2 separate regions of the Zea mays genome follow, and region 2 is linked to region 1. The links are chromatin contacts, called in public Hi-C maps. All regions are on one chromosome and are shown on one strand. The core of a region is the stretch at or near the end of the contact, and the rest is flanking DNA. Distances in the headings are between cores, read along the strand shown.

The links. A called contact is a pair of places that touch in the nucleus more often than the background predicts.
Region 2: a Hi-C map of ear shows a contact between it and region 1, with 1.6 times the contacts expected there. The contact joins the promoter of LOC103652644 here to the promoter of LOC100193199 in region 1. A contact is called at or near these places in 2 of 25 Hi-C or Micro-C datasets (ear and tassel).

What each region holds. Positions count from the first base shown.
Region 1 is chr3:235,087,066-235,092,366 of Zm-B73-REFERENCE-NAM-5.0, forward strand. LOC100193199 (putative CRINKLY4-like receptor protein kinase family protein) reads right to left here and starts at 3,336. Exons shown (of 2, transcript NM_001138353.1): 1 at 2,882-3,336; 2 at 1,609-2,804. The coding sequence starts at 3,292. The coding sequence ends at 1,863.
Region 2 is chr3:235,309,854-235,315,754 of Zm-B73-REFERENCE-NAM-5.0, forward strand. LOC103652644 (clathrin heavy chain 1) reads left to right here and starts at 2,958. Exons shown (of 29, transcript XM_020550623.1): 1 at 2,958-3,293; 2 at 3,384-3,588; 3 at 4,267-4,355; 4 at 4,462-4,668; 5 at 4,913-5,011; 6 at 5,106-5,214; 7 at 5,389-5,468; 8 at 5,559-5,786; 9 at 5,866-5,901. The coding sequence starts at 3,249.

The DNA.
Region 1 (5,301 bases), core at 2,086-4,585:
CTGGTCTGGCGCCGAACCGGCTTTGGATACCTGGGAAGATGAAGTTGCCTTACGCCAACGTTTTCCAACTGCTGCTGCTTGGGGACAAGCATCCTCGCATGGAGGGGGGAATGTTAGCAGCGCGAGCAACAGCTCCACAGAAAACACTCCAGCAGAGCCAAGAACCAGCCGGCGTCCGCACAAGCCCAATCCCAAGTTCGTGGGCCGCGACTGGGTCGCCTGATGGGCCGACCTTGTAATAGGAGTATTAGAGTGAGAGAGGGTAACAGAGGAGGGCAGAGAAGAATCTACGCTGTCACTATTGTTCTTCTTCCTCTCCAAGCTATCTGCTCCTCCCCAAACTCTGTTTCTCGGATTGTGCTTGTCCACTGCTATTGTTAACACCATACGAGTCAACTGCTAACACGTTACGTGGCATTGTGGTCTGTCTTCCACGGAACGAGACATATATACCCATGTCCATGTCGTATCCTATTTCCTATTCTGCAACAGCATATGCAGCAGCAGCACATGGAGTATACATTATTAGCACAAGTGGAATAATATAACTAACGGGACGGCGACAAGGACGACGACTATCCACTGCTGCTAGTTGCTCATCCAATTAAGACATAACTCTCCATCTCCATCGACGACCAGGTCATGCCCAAGCCCAACACGCACGTTCACTACCATTATATTAATCCAAGCTGCTAGGGACATGCATCCAACCAGTGGGCATGGGCATCCATGCCCCGTTGACTTGACCTGACTTGGTGTTTTGTCTGTTTAGATTTTTTGTGCCAAACAGTTTTTCGGCTAATTTTAACACCTTAGCCTCTATTTGACCTTGCTAATAAATTAGCTAATTATTAGCCGGAGAACTGGCAAACTATTTACTATTTTCATATTAGCCATTTAAACTTGCATTGCTAATAGGTGCTAATAGATCGTATAAACAGAAAAAAAGACATGAAGTAACCAAGTCTCTAAACATATACTGGCTAATTTTTGCTAACGAATTATTTGTCGGCTAATTATTCTTTATTAGCCACTGGCAAACAATAAACCAGTAGGAACCAAACGTGGACTTAATCCTTTCATTTCAATTCCCACAAGTTGTTTAATAACATACGTACGTAGTAGTAGTACACTTTATATTAGCCCGATCATTATTGAATGGAGATTCCCCCAGTTCCAGCTGCATTATTATCGCTGCTGTGTTCTCAAAGCAGCCACATGGACCGCGCGCGCTATAGGACAAATATATCTCCCTGCACTCCACATAGCTACTGACCGTATTATTGATTTTATTATCAATCACCGTCAACTCTTATACCTATTATAACACTCTAGTTTTGTTTAGCCTATAAATTACCTTGTGGTCACATTAGTTTCCCTTTTGCATAAAACACGTCATTTTATCGAAATAAATAATTAAGCAAATAAAATCACATAATACACCACTACTAATCTTCGTCATCTTCCTCTTTAGCCTCTTCTTCCTCATATAATGTTAGTTGCTTTGTCAACTTTTTAAGGCTAATTTATGGGTCATTTTATGTCTTCGCCCATATCGACGGTAGAGAGATCCACCATATTATTGAATTGCTCGTACAATTATTTCATGAGACAAAGCAATCAAGAAAATCATGGGTAATGGTGGAGCAATGCAAGGACGCTGGCAGCCATATTTGGGCACCATCATTGATGCACCCTGCTGCTTCTCTAGTAGGAGATGTTGCGCAAATGTTGCAAGTCTACCATGGTCTACTAGGAGGACTCGCACGGACCAAACGTACACACAGACACAGTTTGAGCATCATAGCTAGCTGAACGACAAGCAAGTTCACTTTTGTACAAGCAAAGATGTCCACATGCTTTCATATGAGGCGGAGTGCCTGCTCGAGGTTGGCGACGACGTCTGATATGGCCGGGCGACTACCCCCCTGCAGATGCAGACAACGCGCCGCCATGTTGGCCACCAGCTGCAGCGGCTGGAGCTGCTGCGGCGCCGGACGCCTGTCGAGCACGTCCCCAAGCCGGCCGGCCTGGATGCTCGGCAGCGCGAACGACGCCAAGGTCACGGCCACCACGCCCTGCTTCGCCGCGTCCCAGACACTGACCACCGGTGGTTGCCCCGTCAGGACCTCGAGCATCAGCACGCCGAGGCCGTAAACGTCGCTCGCCGGCCTGATCCGGCCCGTGCCGCAGTACTCCGGGTCGGCGTACCCGCCGCACGACGCGGCGCCGGCGACCTCCACGGGCTGGGAGTCCACGCCGGCCGCGCGCCACACCGATGCGCCGAAGCCGGCCAGGCGCGGCGCCCAGGCGGCGTCCAGGAGGACGTTGGAGGAGGCGACGTTGCCGTGGATGATGAGAGGCACGGCGTGGCAGTGCAGGTGCTCGACGGCGCGCGCCGTGCCAACCAGCACCTGGACGCGAGTCCTCCAGGACGCCGTCACCGGCGACGCCGACGAGGACGACAGGTGGTGCCCGTGCAGGTGGTCGTGGAGCGAGCCGTTGGGCATGTACTGGGTGAGCAGCATGCGCTCGCCGTCGTCGGCGCAGGTGCCCAGGAGGCGGACGATGCGGTCGTGGCGGAGCGGCGAGAGGATGTGCTGCTCCGCGAAGAAGGCGTCCTCCGCTCCCCGCCGCGCGCGGTTGAGGCGCTTGACGGCCACCTCAGGCCCGTTCTGCAGGAGCCTTCCCTTGTATACCTTGGTGCCAGTGTCGGCGTCGTTGCTGAGCACGACGGCGAAGTTGTTGGTGGCCACGGCGATCTCCGCCAGCGTGAACTCCCGATCCTCAGCCCCTCCCGCCGACTGATCCAAGACAATACATGCATCACAGAAAGAAAGAGAGTTGACTTGACGATGGATAGACGACGATGAACACTTACCAGCTGGGACTGGGATTGCGAACCATCGAGGCGTCTTGTTATGCCGATGTAGCCGATGACAGGGATGATGGACACGCAGGTTTCGATCTTGCGCTCGACGTCCCTGAACCTGTCGGCCTGCCTGGACGCCGAGAACAGCTGGGACGTGAGCCCCCTCCTCTGGCAGGATGTGATGAGCTGGTGAGCCTCCACGAGCGCATCTTTGAGCCCGGCCACCGCCCGCCTGGCCTCCGGGTCCTGCAGGTGGGGGACCAGCTCCGCGAGCATGCCGACGCGGCGGGCTAGGTGCTCGCAGTCCTTGGTGTTCTGCCGAGCCTTCCGCGCCGCCTGCCCGATCATGGTGATGAGGCCGCCGACGTCGAGACCGACCAGCTGCGCCACGGTCGCCGCGCTCTCCAGCCCGTCCCACATCGTTCGCGAGGGATCACTGATAGATAGCTAGCAGGCTACTGGACTCCTAGTCCTAGACACCCACCCAGGCACCCAGTAATTTAAAAGAGAGCGGAGGGAGGGAGTACCTCGTCGGCACCGCGTACATGGACATGGTGATTGGGACATGCCACCCAACTGACGTGTCGACTCATGCGCCATTGACTTGACTTTCTTTCTAGCCACAAAGAAGAAGCTACTCGAACAATATCCTCTAGGCTCCATGTGCCTTCTCTATATTCTCATTTACATACTGATATAAAAGATTTTATTTTTTCACTTTTAAAGATTTATTTGCAACAATCTCATTAATAAAAATGTGAATCTGAATCTAAGACTTTATATTGGAGTAGCTCCACTGGTGGATCTAAGATTCATTGTAAAACTGTTTGGCTAAATAAATTTCACCTTCAAATCTAGTGAAGGGCAATAATCCTGATGGAGTTGCCACTTGTACAGTTCTACCGTTGGCTTCTTCCTCCCTTCAGTCAACAGTCATGACCAGAAAAAGGACACGGGCGCGACCGGGTCCGCACAGGGCGCGGCCGGGTCCGCACACGGCGCGGCCATGCAGGCCCACGACACGGTCACGCGTAGTTAAGACCTAGCCGGGGCGATGGGCGTGTGTTGACGCTTTTTCGGAGCGCCAAATACTCAAGAAGAACCGGCGGCGGTGCTCTCTGGTCAGGCGCGGACGGTCCGCGGCCTGGGGCCGGACGGTCCGCGACCTGGCGCAGGGGCTAAGGTTTCCTGCCTGACGGCCGGACGGTCCGCGCGTGCGCAGGAGCGGCGGAAGATCGCCGACGGCGCCTGGATCTCGCTCCCGGGAGGGACCCCGTCGGGGAGGAGAGATCCTAGGGGTTGTCTAGGCTCGGGCAGGCCGACCTAGACTCCTCTAATCGACGTAGAGTCGAGGAGAGGCGGAGAATTTGGGGATCGAGGGGCTAAACTAGACTAGAACTACTCCTAGGATAAAATGCGAAATAGAAGTTGTATTGATTCGATTGATGATTACAAATCGGCCGTAGGCCTCTCTTTTTATAGAGGAGGGGGGCTGGACCCTTTACACGACTGGATTCCGAGCTAATTCCGCAAATCTAGCCAACAAACATAGCACAAAACTCGGAACCCTAAACTGCTCTGCCAATGCGCGGACCGTCCGGCCCACAGGCGCGGACTGTCCGGACCGCGGACCGTCCGGCCTCAGGGCCGGACCGTCCGCCCGCTCAAAATGGAACTCAACATATGCCCCCCTGCCTTTTGGTGGAGCTGAGCAAACCAAAGGCAACTAACTCGATGTGATTACATCGGTTCTCTTAGGCATCTTGCCACATACTAGGATGGTACTGTTTGAGGAAACGCCCATTCAAAGCCTTAGGCAAGTCCTTGCCTTGTAATGTTTGTAGCAAATAGGCGTTGCCAGACATCACCTGTTTTACTTTATAAGGACCTTCCCAGCTTGGTGACCATTTCCCGAACTTCCGGTCTTTATTCCTTAGAGGCAGAATGGTCTTCCACACCAGGTCCCCTACTTGAAATGATTTTGCTTTGACCTTCTTGTTGTAGGCCCTGGCTACCATGATCTTGTCCTTTTCTATTGCTCCCAAAGCTATCATCCTCTTGTCGATCACCTCATCAATATTATCAATCATTGAATCATAATAATCAGTAGCACTTAGATCATTTTGTTTGGCGAACCTGACAGCATTCAAACTTATTTCCACAGGCAACACTGCTTCCTGCCCATAGACAAGCTCAAAAGGAGATACTTTAGTAGCCCTATGTTTAGATATCCTATGAGCCCATAAAGCTTCAGACAAAATCTTATGCCAATGTTTAGGATTATCAGATATTTTCTTTTTTATCAAATTAATCAATGTCCTATTGCTAGACTCGGCCTGACTATTGGCCTGAGCATAATATGGAGATGAATTAAGCAGCTTAATTTTGTATAATTCAGCAAATTCACGTACCTCCTTTGACATAAAAGA
Region 2 (5,901 bases), core at 1,708-4,207, 220 kb after region 1:
GTTATCATCAGGTACATCCCCAGAAATGACAACATGAGGCAAATACACAAAAATACATGCCTCCTCGTCCCTGTTACTCTATCAACATTATTGTACAATAATGCATGAAGCACAAAAGGAACACATGTAAGGTAGCAAGGGTATCAGATGACCTTAGTAAGGTTCTAATGTTTCAGAATTGGAGAAGTATTCATTTTCATCATAAGGTTTCGAGCAGAAATATTGCTACATTCATAAAACACTTCGCACTCATTTATTACCTAATAAGATTTTACAAGGCCAAAATATGTTCATTTATTTCACTCTAGGTTAACAGGATATACATTTAGGAAAAAAGTACGCAAAGTTGATGTAGTCATATTATGTTTTCTTCCACAATAAGGGTTGGTAACTTCAAAAAAATCAATGAAGATGTACTAAAATGGCATCCTGCAATCAGTACATCCAAGTATTTCTGCAAAATGTGCACTTGGGAGATTTTCTAATTGGATGGAGAAGATTAGGTTTGCCCCCCAGCATAGGAAAAGAAAATTCTCTTATGAGATCCAATCCTATGCAATCAGCGAATTCTAAACTACCAAAAGTTTGGCATGTCAGTCTTGACCAAACCAGGAATAGAAAAAGTGAACCAGCATAATATTTGGATAGAATTATCTGCCTGCTGTATACTCATTGTTGATTCTTGGCGTGCACATGAACAATTTGAGATCACAAAGGAGTATAAATTTTCACCAAATATAATGGATGACAAGTAAACATATACTTTATTGTAATATCATGGAAATGATTATGTAAGAACTACCCAAAGAAGAATATTTTCTTGGACAACATAGTTAAAATCTTGCACGAGAACCTGAATGACATCAGAATTTAAGTAAAATATAAAGAACGAATTGCATTATTAGTTCTCACATACATAAATGCAAGTGTACCAACCAAACAACATTTGTGGAAATCAGTGTTTGCTTTATTCAAATGGACATGATAGTCCATAAACAAATGTTATCCAATGGCAAGTGCTCTTGAGTCAAAAGGTAAACTTGACATGTATGGTGACATGCTATGTTAAATGGAAACTTTGGATTAAAGGTTATTGCTCAAAAATCCACCTATCAGCCTACCTTTCAATCAACAATAATAATTGAATATTATCACTCAAAATCCCTCTTTTGTGCAGTGGTTCAATCAACTGTCAGCCCAAATCAAAACGCGGAAAAAAACTCATGAAACTACAAACTGCTTAGGAGTGAAGTCAAACCAAAATTTAGTCACAGTAACCAAACGAGGCCTTAATTGTGAGACCAGGTAAGACATCTCAAAAGACAAAAATCTGCACTTGACTAACTCAGAGTGGCCTAATCCTTTGCTGGATCCTAGAGATTCCTAGTTACTTGATATTTCTGTATTTTTGACACCTTGCTACTACGTTCTTGTCTTTTGCATCAACTATTGCGATATATTAGTGGACATGGAAAAGGCACACAGAATGACAAGACTGTGTAGGCTAACTATACAGGCTATACTGCTATAGGAGCATTTCGTAGAGCAGTTGGGCTGCGAGTGGCGATAGAAACATGGGCAGATGGATATCTTACTGGGGTTTCCCGGAGATGGCGGTGGAGACAGCATGGAAGTCGTCGTCGGAAAAGGGGCCCGAAGAGCAACGACTATAGTAGGGTGTGGTGCCGGCCACGTACGAGAAGCAACACTTCATCGTCACCACCATCCTGCGCCACTCCGATCTAGCATCGCTCTCCGCGGCAGGTCTCGCGGAGGTTGTGCGGTGGGACAAGCTCGCGTTCGTGGACAACGATCATTGTCGTAGCCTAGGTTTCCTCGTAGTTGGCACGCCATACGCCGTCTCGAGCATGCCATCCCCGCCGCCTAGAAAACAACAAGTTTGCGCATCGGACTTGGTGCGGTCGAGCTACGCGCAGCGGCGGCGCTGGGTGTGGGCCTCGAGGGCGGTGTCGGTGCCGAGGGTGCGGTGGGCGGTGGCTCCCCCGCCGCGAGATTGGCGCGACTCTGGGTGCACGTGAAGCCCTTGGTGAGGTCCTGCGAGAACTGCTTGATGTGGCTGGTGGTGGCCTTGAGCTCCTGCGATGTGGAGAGAGGAGGGGAGTGGCGGCGGCTGCGCGATTGATTGGGGAAGTAGAGGAGGGAGTTTATATCGATGGAGTTCGGTTAAGCGCGGAGAATCGGATCATGTGATAGACTGAACCGTCTCCTCCGGACCTGACGCTAGGAAGAGGAGGATAGAAGTGTTGGCCGATTAAAGAAAAGGTGATGGTTTTTTATAAAATTATGACGTGAGACGGCCGATGAAACTGATGCTTTAAGTATATTAGAGATTTGACTTTATATGTAGTTTTTGCTTTTATTATCACGAGCTCTCATGTTTCTTCTATGATCATTAGCTACACCATGTTCACAAAATTAAGGCCATATTTGGAAGCACACAATTTTTATGATACCGGTTTATAGAAATTGAGGTGATTACAAACGTACCACTTTATGACTCAGTTTATAGAAATTAGATTATCAGTTTCTTAAAAACCAAAAAGATGATCTCTCATAGCTAAAAGTTTTTTCATAGCTAAAAGATAAAAACTGTTTTCTTAAAAACTAAGTTGCATCTAAACAAGGCCTAAGTCGTTATAAATCAGTGGTGATTTTTTGATTTATTTAGAATGAAGACAGTAATAAAAAATAAAAAATAGCATCTGTCACTTCCTTTGCAATTTTTGTTTTGCCCTTTAGGGCTTGTTCGCTTATGTCGAATTGCACCCGGAATCGTTCCCCCTAATCAAAGTTTATATAAATTAGAGAAACAATCCGGTTAGGAATTGTTCCGACCCACCAATCTGATAGAAACGAACAAGGCCTTGGTAAACTAACACTGTCTCAGATTGAATCATGTTCACATGGTAGGGACGCCACTAAAAACTTGTCCAGTTAGAGATGCGGTGAGAGGATTGAAATTGAATAAAAAGGGATGGCAGCCAAAAGGGATTATCCTCTTCAACCTCCTGGGTAACTAAAAATTCCCCGGCATCTCGTGCTGTCTTCTCTCTCTCCTTTCCCCTTCCCCGGCTCCCCGCGGCCCGCACCGCTGTGTTGTGCTGGTTGGTTCCGTCGCGTCGCTTGCTTAGATCAGATCTCTCCTTCTCTCCCCGGATCCCGACTGCCTCCCTCCCCCTTCCACCTCAGGCTAGCCGAGAGAGATCTCGGCACCGCCGCCCGTTGCCATGGCGGCGGCCAACGCCCCCATCGCCATGCGCGAGGCGCTCACGGTAATACCTCCGCCACCTCCCTCTCCTCTATTATGCAGTACAGATCTCCATCCACTCACTCACCGATCATTCGTTGCTCGTTATCCGCAGCTCACGAGCCTGGGCATCGCGCCGCAGTTCGTCACCTTCACCCACGTCACCATGGAGTCGGAGAAGTACATCTGCGTCCGCGAGACCTCCCCGCAGAACAGCGTCGTCATCATCGACATGGCCATGCCCATGCAGCCGCTCCGACGGCCCATCACCGCCGACTCCGCCCTCATGAACCCCAACACCAGGATCCTCGCCCTCAAAGGTTCGGACTTGCTGCCTCTACCTACCGCCCGCACCTCCTATAGATCTAGCCCATTCGGTGCACTCCACTTCGTGGGATCTCATTCTCATCATGCCCATTCTAGTCAAAGTCCCTGTTGAATAGTCAGTCGCCTCTCTAGGAATTCCGCAGCGACCTAAGTTTCTGGTTTCCTACTATGGCGGCTGAATTTTGCACTAGATAGTGACATCAAGCCTTTGCTTAAGATCTGTGCAGCCTGATCCTGTGTGCAAGCCATGTAGAACGAACGAGGCTCTGGCAACATGGGGTGCTATAATTCTAGCCTGCCATACATTTGTAATTCATATAGTCATTGTCACTGCAACAAGCCAGATCCAATTTAGTTTAGCATAGCATGGAACCATTAGGATTGTAATTCTACTCTGTTTTAGTCTTCGGTGTTGCTGCTCACATTGGATCGACGGCTTCCTATTTTCTTATAATTGGGCATTGCTTGTTTAACTTATGTTCGAGCACGGAGTTCTTACTTGTCACATTGCTGTTGGCTCGGATACTCTACTACAGCATGGATATTGATGCTAGCAATTACCAAATCAAATGACTGGTTCAGACATCGAGTACCAGTAGCTATATATAGCTGCTTAACGTATAGTTTGAGAATAGTTGTAAAAATGGTAAACATCTGCTGATTTTTTGCAGCCCAAATACCTGGAACAACACAGGATCACCTCCAAATATTCAACATCGAGGCTAAGACTAAGGTCAAGTCCCACCAGATGCCGGAGCAGGTACAAAAGACTTTTCAATATGATTTTTTGCATATGACTCTTTTCCTAGCTGTCAATGAGATGTACTTGAAGTAACATGTTCGATATATTTACTTTTCAACTGCAGGTTGTATTCTGGAAATGGATCACTCCCAAATTGTTGGGTTTAGTGACACAAACATCTGTTTACCACTGGTCGATTGAAGGTGATTCTGAGCCCTTGAAGATGTTTGATAGGACAGCTAATCTGGCAAACAATCAGATCATCAACTATCGATGTGACCCAGCGGAGAAGTGGCTTGTACTTATTGGAATTGCACCTGGAGCCCCAGAGGTATTCTCTTACTGAAATTTATTTCTAGTTACATCATTACAGCAGAGCACATGTCAAATGAGTGTTGAAAGCAAATATTACTGAAATTTCAATCCTCTTATGATAAACAACAATGTCTCTGTAAAGCTCAGTCATTTTGTAGTTGAACAAACATGGCAGTTTCTGTAGGTAGTAATTAGTTTTTACGTAGTACTTGGTTGTACATTCTTCTCATATTGTCGCTCCCTCATTTTCGTGCAACCAGAGGCCACAACTGGTGAAGGGAAATATGCAACTTTTTTCTGTCGATCAACAGCGTAGCCAGGCACTTGAAGCCCACGCAGCATCTTTTGCAACATTTAAGGTACCCTTTCAGTTATTTATGATGCTTATTACCTTATATTCTTGTTTTATTTCTGGTATTTAGTTATTTAGCAACCTTTATCTTATCTGTCCAGGTTGTTGGTAATGAGAATCCATCAACTCTTATTTGTTTCGCCTCAAAGACAACTAATGCTGGACAGATCACTTCAAAGTTGCATGTTATTGAACTGGGTGCACAGCCAGGTTTGTATTTAAAAATCACCAAATTGATTGCGTTTTTTATTCTTTCTAGTGCTACATCTCAAACTTCTCGTACCACACTGGTTATTTTTTGTGCGAGATTCGTTTTTTTTAAAAACATTGCAGTATACTGATATCACCAATTCACCATTGTTCTTATTGATTGTTTGGTTGTAGGGAAACCTGGTTTTTCTAAGAAACAAGCCGACCTCTTCTTCCCCCCAGATTTCCAGGATGATTTTCCTGTAGCTATGCAGGTTAGCGTTTTATGGAAAAAATTGTACACTCATAGGGGAAAGATGTGTAATTGTTAGACCTAATATGTTTTTATTCTATCTTCGCTGCAGGTTTCACAAAAGTATGGGCTTATCTATGTAATTACTAAGCTTGGCCTTTTGTTTGTATATGACTTGGAAACTGCCGCGGCAGTTTACAGAAATAGAATCAGTCCAGACCCTATATTCTTGACGGCGGAATCTTCCTCTACTGGTGGATTTTATGCCATCAACAGAAGAGGGCAGGTTTTACATGCCACAGTTAATGATGCAACTGTTGTACCTTTTGTCAGTGGCCAAGTATGTTCTTCTACACTTTCTGGTCCTCCTTTCCTGATCTATACATTAGGTAATTCTTTTAACACAACTTGATATGCAGTTAAACAACCTTGAGCTTGCTGTGAATCTGGCCAAG